Linked DNA regions of Mustela erminea: region 1 is linked to region 2. Evidence: chromatin contacts called from public Hi-C data. All regions are on one chromosome and are shown on one strand. Each heading gives the region's core, a stretch centred on a gene start, on an enhancer-like site or on the middle of the called end of the contact. The rest is flanking DNA. Distances are from core to core; before and after follow the strand shown. Region 1 holds the start of FAM214B (protein FAM214B). Region 2 holds the start of TESK1 (dual specificity testis-specific protein kinase 1).

The links. Hi-C and Micro-C count contacts between places; a contact is called where the count stands out from the background.
Region 1: a contact with region 2 is called in a Hi-C map of skeletal muscle, with 11 times the contacts expected there. The contact joins the promoter of FAM214B here to the promoter of TESK1 in region 2. A contact is called at or near these places in 2 of 3 Hi-C or Micro-C datasets (skeletal muscle and spleen).

The regions. Positions count from the first base shown.
Region 1 is chr12:36,279,588-36,284,160 of mMusErm1.Pri, reverse strand. FAM214B (protein FAM214B) reads right to left here and starts at 2,786. Exons shown (of 9, transcript XM_032308041.1): 1 at 2,699-2,786.
Region 2 is chr12:35,815,061-35,819,777 of mMusErm1.Pri, reverse strand. TESK1 (dual specificity testis-specific protein kinase 1) reads left to right here and starts at 2,884. Exons shown (of 10, transcript XM_032307378.1): 1 at 2,884-4,553; 2 at 4,687-4,717. The coding sequence starts at 4,335.

The DNA.
Region 1 (4,573 bases), core at 1,537-4,036, 460 kb before region 2:
CTCTGTACCCTAGGAAAACAGCATGGTACAATCAAGAGGCCCTAACTAGCTGCCCCAAACTCTTACCCTGCTTTATTTTTTCATAGCAGTTATCACCACATGGCCTCTCTCTGCCTCACACACTCACGCATAGTTCTTTCTCCCCCTATTAGAATGGAAGCTCTATGAGAGCAGCAAAGTTGTTTTGTTCGTGCCAGTATTCCCAGAATCAACATCAGTGCCTGGCACATAATAGCCACTCAATAAACATTGGCTAAAAGAAATGATGAGCCCTGGGCTGCGTGAACACAATCAGAAGGCCTGGATCCTAATTCCTGCTCTTTCACTGTGAGACCCAGAGAAAGTCAATCTCTTTGGCTGCAAATTTTCAACTCTGTAAGATGAGGAGTTTGTATAAATGATGGCCATTGAGGGCCTCTGTAACTCTGGCCTTATATTGCTATGTTTCTAATAGCAATTGTTCACTCAAATTCATTTTCAGAGGATGGACCCAAATGTCTGAATGCCCTCCTGCTTGTATTGAAGCACAGAGGCTAAATATCCCAGCCTCAGCACAGCAAACTGATGCCCTTTCTCTTCATGCCCCACCCACTCAAACAAATGCCTCAGTCCTGAGGAAGCTGGAGTGTTTGCCCTAGGCCCGCCTCTCTGAGAGACAGTCTGGGAAGCTGTGTTGCCATAGCAATCAGCTCCTCCTCAAAAGGCTTCAGCCTGCCCTCCCTTACCCCACCCTACCCCACGGCTTTGTCTGGTCTCAGCACCCCCTCCCTCCCTGGCCAGTCACAGCTAGAAGGAGGTTGGCTAGGGGCCCCTTTCAGTAACACTGTCACACACATTCAGCCACAGTGGGGAAGGCTGGCCTTTTTCACCCTCTCCCAGATAGCCCAGGGGCAAATAGAACTTTGGCACTATATCAAGGCTCCTCAGGAAACCTGAGGGGCTCCCTGGAGGTCTAAGCCCTCGTCTCCATTCTGACCATCAGCTTCCAAGCCAGGAGTGTGGGAGTCATTCTCTTTTCCTCTTCCAGCTAAGGCTGGAACCTCATATCCCTTCTGGAGTTCGGCCTGCCATAGTAGCCCATCTCTCAAAACATATATCCAAGATATATGTAATTTTCAGCCTTCCCAAAGAAGGTCCTAGGGTTTTTAGGTTTTAGGTCCTAGGGTTCCCCCCCAGGAGAAGGAAAAGGGTGGGGAAAGTAAGTTTGTGGCAAGTGGTGAAAAAGTGGCAGCCAGTCACTTGTGGAGGCTGTTGGAAGACATATTGGTAGGAGTGGGGTGGGGTCTGGGCCTTGCTCCTGGTAACTAGGGTCTGTGGCCATTGAGCACAAAGTTCCGGGCAGGGCACAGCTCCTGGACGGGCAAGTCCCAGGCCAGGCCCCAGGGCGAGGAAGGAAGTGGGAAATGAGCACACCCAGAGCATAGGGCAGGGCAAAGTGGGGGAGGGGGAAGACAGGGACCAAGGCAGGCTTCTGGGAGGAACAGGAACTAGAATGGGGGTTAACAGGAACACCAGCTGGGGGAAGAAACTCCAGTCTCACCCAGGCAGATCCAAAGCCAACTGAGGAGACAGTCACAGAAGACCTAGTAGCAAGTGGGGCCTGATCCTCCCTCCCTAAGAGTGGTAGCCTGAAGGTGTTATTAGGAGCCAACGAGCCAAGGAGCCAGGAGCACTAGGGACTGGCTTCTTTACCCCACCAATTCCATCATACCATTCCTAGAACACAGTACACAAGCCTCTTCCTGAGTCTCTACAAAGCCCCAGGACTTTCTCAAAGGACTAGTGGTTCTTCCCCACTCAGTTGGGGCCTACAACTCTTCCCCTCACACAGTGCCCACAACCCCATCCCTTCTTTCTGTGCACAGTCCCTCTGTCCCTCCGTTTCTCCCACACTCTGGACCACCAGCTCTTCTCCATCACAGGGCACCTGCTTTCCCCAAAGCAACTTTAGATCCCCTCCCCCTCAAGTATAGCCAGCCTCCAACCCTCCACATCAGACAGCGTCCTAGCCCCCTCACACTGTACCTACAACCTCGGCAAAACACTCCGGTCTCTCCCCCACAAAGGCCCCTGGAGAATGCACCTGCTTACCCACACATTGAGCCCCCAAGTCCTCCCCCAACTCTGTCTTCCTCCCCCCCCACAGCAGTCCTCAGATTCTCTCCTTTTCTAACGTGCCCCCCACCTCCTGTTTGCCCAAGCGCACCCCCATCCTTGTCCCTCCTTCCACGCGCACCCCACCCCACACCTGTAGTTCCGTGAGTCCCGTTGCACCTGAGGAGGTAGTGGGTTGGGGCAGTTACAGAGAGGCCCTAGCAGCAACCTCGGCCTGCAAACCTCACCCCTTCTGTCCGAGCCCCGCCCCCGCAACGCCCAGGCCCACCCCCTCCCTTGTCCCACCTCCCACCTTCTCCGGGCTCGTCCCCTTTGCTAGTTTCTTTAATTCCTTTGGCTCCTCCCCTGTAACAAGGCTCCGCCCCATGGCTCCGCCCCTTCTCTCCAATGCGTCTCCCCAGGAACATCCGCCTGTCACTAGCCCCTTCCCTGATCCCCGCCCTCTTCTGGTTCCTCAGCCTTTCGCGGGGACCCGCCCCTCGGATTCCAGCCTGGCAAAACCCAAGCCAGGCCCTCTTCCACCGCGAGCCCTGGTCGGTCTCAGAGACCCTCCTACCCCCGCCCCTTCGCCCGCCCGCCTCACCCGGGCGCTAGAGCTCCAGCCCGGATCCGCTGGCTCTGATTGGCGGCGGCGGCCCCAATGGATGGCGGGGGAGACAAAGTGATGGCTGCAGGTCGCCCGAGGTCCCACCCCGGCCACGTGCGGCTTCTGTGATGACAGGTCTAGAGGGGCGGGGCCTTGGCCCTCAGGGTGCGGGCCTCGGCTGGCCGGATCGGACTGGGGGTGGGGGAGCGGGAGCTGGCATCAAAGCGCTAGCCAGAGGGTACCGAGCCTGACTGGGGCTCTCCCGGGCTTTCGCGTTAGTGTGAGCTGCCTGCGGAACTTGAGCCTTTTTCTGGGGACGTCTGGGTTAGCGCACGCATTTGCTTTAATGGGGGAGGTCTTTGGGGTTTGCAAGGTAGTGCAAGGAGTTTCAGGAGTCTGTAAAGATGGGAGAATCTGGTTGGTGGTGTCTCAAGTCTGTGAGGTTGAGCAAGTGTCTACAGCCTACGCCGTACGGGAGAATCTGAGTTCTGGGAGATGGGCAGTAACAGCCAGATCTGTACCTATGAGAAGGTGGGTCAGAAAGGAATTCTGTGAATTTTAGGAGCTTAAGTGTTAATACGAAGTTGGAAGAGTCTGCAATCGCCGGAGAGAAGCAGGGCCCTTGCTTTGTACAAGTGTCAAATGACCTATGTGACAGTTACATATGTTCTGTAATTTAATTAGCGCTTGAGTTTTCTCTCCTATTTACACTCGCCCTACTAGTTCCCGAGATATAGCAGAGGGAAGTCCACGCGTATCAGGTACCTGTAGATGGCAGCACAGGACCCTTGCAGAACTGAAGGGCCCAGAGCCCAGGGCCTATCGCGGCTCTCGGTAGAGCAGGCGGTATAGACTGTCGGTCAAACCTGGTGAAGTTCTCTGAAAGTGGCAGATTCTTTAGGTTTCTGGGACTTTCTGTGAGTAGTTAGCTTAAGATAATTTACTAAACACCAATTGTATGCAAAGAAAAAAAAGGATTTTTTCTCTGTCCTAAAGGAACTTGTTTAGGTTGTCATATAAGTACCTCGATAATTCTACAGACAGTAAAATTGGAAGGGTTTGGGGTAGTGGAAAAACCATAGGGTTTGTAATCATTTGTGTTGGCCTTTGAACTTTAGGTTTGGGTATTTACTACCTGTATGAATTTGACTAAATTACTTGACTTAAAAAAATAAACTTAATTAATTTTAGAACAATTTTAGATGTATAGACCATTTATGAAGGCGATTCAGAGTTTCCGTTGTACACCACCCAATTTCTCTTATTAACATTTAAATTACTATGGTTCATCTGTTATAATTAATTAACCAATATTGATACATTATCATTAATTAAAGTACATACCTCATTCAGATTTCCTTAGTTCTTCTTCTTTTTTTTTAAAGATTTTATTTATTTATTTGACAGAGATCACAAGTAGGCAGAGAGAGAGGAAGCAGGCCCCCTGCTGAGCAGAGAGCCTGATGCTGGGTGTGATCCCAGGACCCTGAGATCATGATCTGAGCTGAAGACAGAGGCTTAACCCACTGAGCAACCCAGACACCCCTCCCTTTCTTAGTTCTTCTTTACACCTTTTCTCTGTTCCAGGATCCTATCCAGGATCTCAAATTGCATTTGGTTGTCATGTCTCCTTAAACTTTTCTTTGGCTGCGACATTTTCTCAGACTTCCTGGTTTTTGATGACCTTGATGGTTTTACCATTAGATTTTTTAAAAAATTTTATTTATTTATTTGACAGGCAGAGATCACAAGTAGGCAGAGAGGGAAGCAGAGAGAGAGAGGAGGAAGGAAGCAGGCTTCCCGCAGAGCAGAAAGCCCGATTTGGGGCTTGATCCCAGGATTCCTAGGATCATGACCTGAGCCAAAGGCAGA
Region 2 (4,717 bases), core at 1,635-4,134:
AAATAAAATCTTTTAAAAAAAAAAAAGAATTCTTATCTTTTAGAGGTAACATATTGAAATATTTATTGATGAAATGCTATATCAGAAATATACACCAAATAATTAGGTGAGGGGAGAGCACAGGGGTACAGAGTATGTATGAAACAAGATTGGCCAAGAATTGATCATTGGAGAATCACTGGCACAAAAGGTACATAAAAGCAGGTACTTTCACTTCAGCCAGGTCATTTATGTCAACAACACAACTGAGGCAGGGGTAAGTGATTTTTTTTTAAGATTTTATTTATTCATTTGACAGACAGAGATCACAAGAAGGCAGAGAGGCAGGCAGAGAGAGAGGGGGAAGCAGGTTCCCCGCCAAGCAGAGAGCCTGATTCAAGACTCGATCCCAGGACTCTGGGATTGTTACCTGAGCTTAAGGTAGAGGTTTTAACCCACTGAGCCATCCAGGCATGAGTGATTTAGTGCAAGGCTCTCCACAAATGGTCTTACAGAGGTAAATAAAGGTTCATTGTTCTATTCTCAACTTGTTCTTATTTTCATGTTTGACATTTTCCCATCATAAAAGTCTGAAAAACAAAAACAAAAGGATCTTCTAATAGCCTAACTTGAGCAATACTTAAAATTTATCTTAGCAGGGGGCGCCTGGGTGACTCAGTGGGTTAAAGCCTCTGCCTTCAGCTCAGGTCGTGATCCCAGGACCCAGGGATCGAGCCCCACATCCGGCCCTCTGCTCAGCAGGGAGCCTGCTTCCTCCTCTCTCTCTGCCTACTTGTGATCTCTGTCTGTCAAATAAATAAATAACATTTTAAAACAAATTTATCTTAGCAGATCCCTCTACATTTAATACTATTCAATACATTTAATGCTATTCATTATTCCACTTTCCCTAAATTCCCCATTCCTTAGCACCAGCCTCTCTAGATTCTCTTCCTATCTTTCACCTTGTTTCTTTTCAGTCTCCTTCATGAAATTCTCTTCATCTATCCACCATTTATATATATAATATATATGTATATATTATATATATATCCATCTCTTCATCTATCCATTATATATATATATATATATATAATTTATTTCAGAGAGAGAAAGCACACAAGTAGGCTGAGGGGCAGAGGGAGAGGGGAAAAAAAGACTCCCTGTTAAGCCTGATACAGGGCTTGATACCAGGACCCTGGGATCATGACCTAAGCTGAAAGCAGACACCTGACTGAGCCACCCACCCTCCCTTTTAATGTTGGTGTTCCCCAGGATTCTTGCCAGCCCATTTCTCCTCTATACACCCTACTTGGATGATGGCATCTGCCTTCAAAGTTTCCTTTATCATCACCCCTTTCCTTATGGCAATCATCTGTCTTCCCCCACCCAACCTTTTCTCCTTCTGGGTTCTTTATCCCAGTTGATATCATACAGTCATCTAAGCTACAAACATAAAAATGATCTTGGCCAGAGTGCCTGCCTGGCTGGCTCAGTTGGTTAAGCATCTGCCTTCCGCTCAGGTCACTGGGCTGGAGCCCCTGCATCAGGTTTTCCCCACCACCTCTGCCCACCCCTAACCGTATTCTCTCTCTCTCTCAAATAAAAAATTACAGTCTTAAAAAAAAAAAAAAAAAGTACTGGCTGTTGCTCCTTCTTTACCCTGAACTGACTCTGGATACTAAATCAATCAGCAAGTTTTCCAATATTAGTTGACTGTTTCCTCCTCTCCTTCCCTATTATCCCTATCCTAGTTCAGTCTCTCATCCTCTCCTGACTCCAGCATTGGCAAGTCTCGTTGCTTCCATACAACCACCACAATGATCTTTCTAGAACAGGATCCCGGCTCCTCTGCTTAGAGTTATTACCACCAACAACAGTAACTTTCAAATTTAGATAAAGATACAAGTGAATTAAATTATTATAATACTATTTTAACAAAATGAAGCATAAAGTGCTAGTGTTTATAGATCTCAAACAGCTATAGAAACCAAACTTACAAATTAAGTAGTTGTGGATGCTAACATTAAGATAATGAATGAGTTTGTTTTGCTGAGACCGAACGGTCTCTGGAAGAATGAGTATGAGGCACAAAGTCCAGGCATAGGTTGTTCTCAAGACTGGCCTGGCTCCACGGGCTCTAGAACGACCATGAATCTTGCCCATTCTCTCTCCAAACCTGTGAGAAACCTTCAGTTGCACAGGGCATGGGCACAGCCTCTAGCCTTCTCTCCACCCTGGGGCACCGTTTGTAATCTAAGACTGTTTTCTCTACTCAATATAATTGGACAATTAAATAGAACTCGGCTCCAACTCTCATAAACAGGATTCTTGTCAGAAGGCGAGCACCCACACGGATGCGGACTGGGCTTGTATAAATTTCCTTTCCATCTTACCACAAAAATAGACATGGAGTACTTGAGAATTTTTTAAAAGAATTCAGCCTTGAGTGAGAATTTTTTTTTTAAGATTTTATTTATTTATTTGACAGACAGGAGATCACAAATAGGCAGAGAGGCAGGCAGAGAAAGAGGAGGAAGCTCACTCCCCGCTCAGCAGAGAGCCCGATGCGGGGCCCGATCCCACGACCTGAGCCAAAGGCAGTGGCCCAACCCACTCAGCCACCCAGGCGCCCCTTGAGTGAGAATTTTTGATAAGAATTCAGACTTGCTCCCTCAAGCTCTGTCCCAGCGCTTTTGGTTCCGGAGACTTGCAGCGCCCACTCCCGCCGCCCTCCATTCCGCCGCTAGGTGGCAAGCTGCTCAGTGCCGCCCATAACAGCTTGCCCGGTAGGCGTCCGTCGGATCCAGAGACGTCACTCATCCCTGGCAATAATTGGCTAGTTCGCCAGCGGAGAACCGGAAGCGTTTGGGACGGCTGTGCGCAGCGCGCGCGCATTCAGGGCCCAGCGCCCCCTTAAAAAAAAAAAAGACCAGCTGCAGCTCCTCCTCCAGCCTGAGGGGGCAGACCGGATTCCTACCAGGCGGAGAGCGGAACCTCCTGAGAGGGGTCACACAGATAAGGGCTGGGCCACACTGAGGGGAGGAGTCACGTTGAAAGGCGGGGTCACAATGACCCGTGGAGTCACTCCGAGAGGTGGGGTCTCTCATTGTGTGGGAGGAACAGACAGAAGGGTGTCGCACTGAGGGGTTCTGGCACACACTGACGGTGGCAGAATCGTATTGAGGAACGGTCCCTCTGAAGGGAGGGTCTCACTAAGGAGGAGAGGGGTCTCCGAAGGGAAGTCTCCCGGAGGGGCGGGTTTTTGCCGAGGGGGCGGAATCCCACGGAAGGCGGGGCTTCCGGGCAGGTGGAGGCTTCTCTGCAGAGGGATAGGGCCGTTTGGAGGAAAGAGTAAGAGGAAGGTTCAGGCTGGGTGGTCACCGGGCGGATACACCTTTCTTCTTTAGAACTTTATTCGAGGGAGGCGGGATGGAATAAGGAGGTGTGGGGCCACACCAGGGACAGGAGGGCCGCGGGCTCACTATATAGGCCTGAGGCATCACCACCGCCCGAGAAGGGGAAAGTGTCAGGGAATCCAGAGGTGTTGGGGTCGAGACCTGGGAAATGGGCAGGCTGGGCCAGAGCGGAGGCCAGGCAGGTAGGCGGGTTGCTGGGCTACCTCCGATTGTGGCTGGCCGGGAAGGGTCTACTTTTCTGCCCTGCTGGCCGTCGGAGTCCAGGAATCCGGCGGCTTCCTGAGCCCGGCTTTCCTCAGACAGTGGCCTGAGGGTGGGAGGAGAGAAAGGACTCCCAGGGCAGCTAAAAGACGTTTGAGCTGCGCGTACGCACAATCAGCCCATAATTTCCTTCAGTTATTCAGCTCGGGCCTGAACTTATTTGGTCCCGACGTCCCGGACCCACTCGCCTCTGGTGTCTCGGCCACCGGTTGGGGGTTGCGTACCTGAGGGGGCGTGGCCGCTGCCCGTGGGCCGGGCTGGAAGGAGTTAAGCGGAGGCCCGGCTCAGCCCCGCCCCCGGCAGGCCGCGGAGCCTGAGCCCCAGCGGCGAAGCGGAGCAGCGGTCGCCAGCCCGCCCGCCCGCCCGCCAGCCCGCCTCCGCCTGCGGGGAGCCCGCCCGCCTGCCCGCCGGCGCCCAGGAGAGCCACCGCCACCGCCCGGCCCAGGCCCAGGCCCAGGCCCTGCGCAGAGCGAAGCGGAGCGGCGTCTACCCGGGCCCTGCAAACCGGCGCGGCGGGGGCGGGCCCAAGACCTGCCGCGGATCTTCCATTCTCCAGGGCGGGAGCGGGAGCTCCGGCGTCCCGGATCGGGCTCGGCGCACGCCCATGGCAAGCGCGGCCTGCCCGGGCCCCGGGGACCCTGCCATGTGAGGCAGGCCCGGGCTGGGGGCCCGGCCATGGCCGGGGAACGGCCCCCACTGCGGGGCCCTGGGCCAGGGCCGGGAGAAGCGCCGGGGGAGGGGCCCCCGGGACCGGGGAGTACGGGTGGAGGCCCGGGCCGGGGCCGCCCCTCCTCCTACCGGGCTCTCCGCAGCGCCGTCTCCAGCCTGGCGCGCGTGGACGATTTCCACTGCGCGGAGAAGATCGGGGCCGGCTTCTTCTCTGAGGTCTACAAGGTAGGATCATCAGAGAGGGCAGATGGGCGGGACCGAGCCATAGACGCGAGGCTGGAGCTAAGGGGCCCAGACCCGGACGACCCGCGCGACCTGGCGGATCTGCCCGGGACTCGCCAGCCTATGCCGCCCCCAGGTTAGGCACCGACAGTCAGGGCAAGTCATGG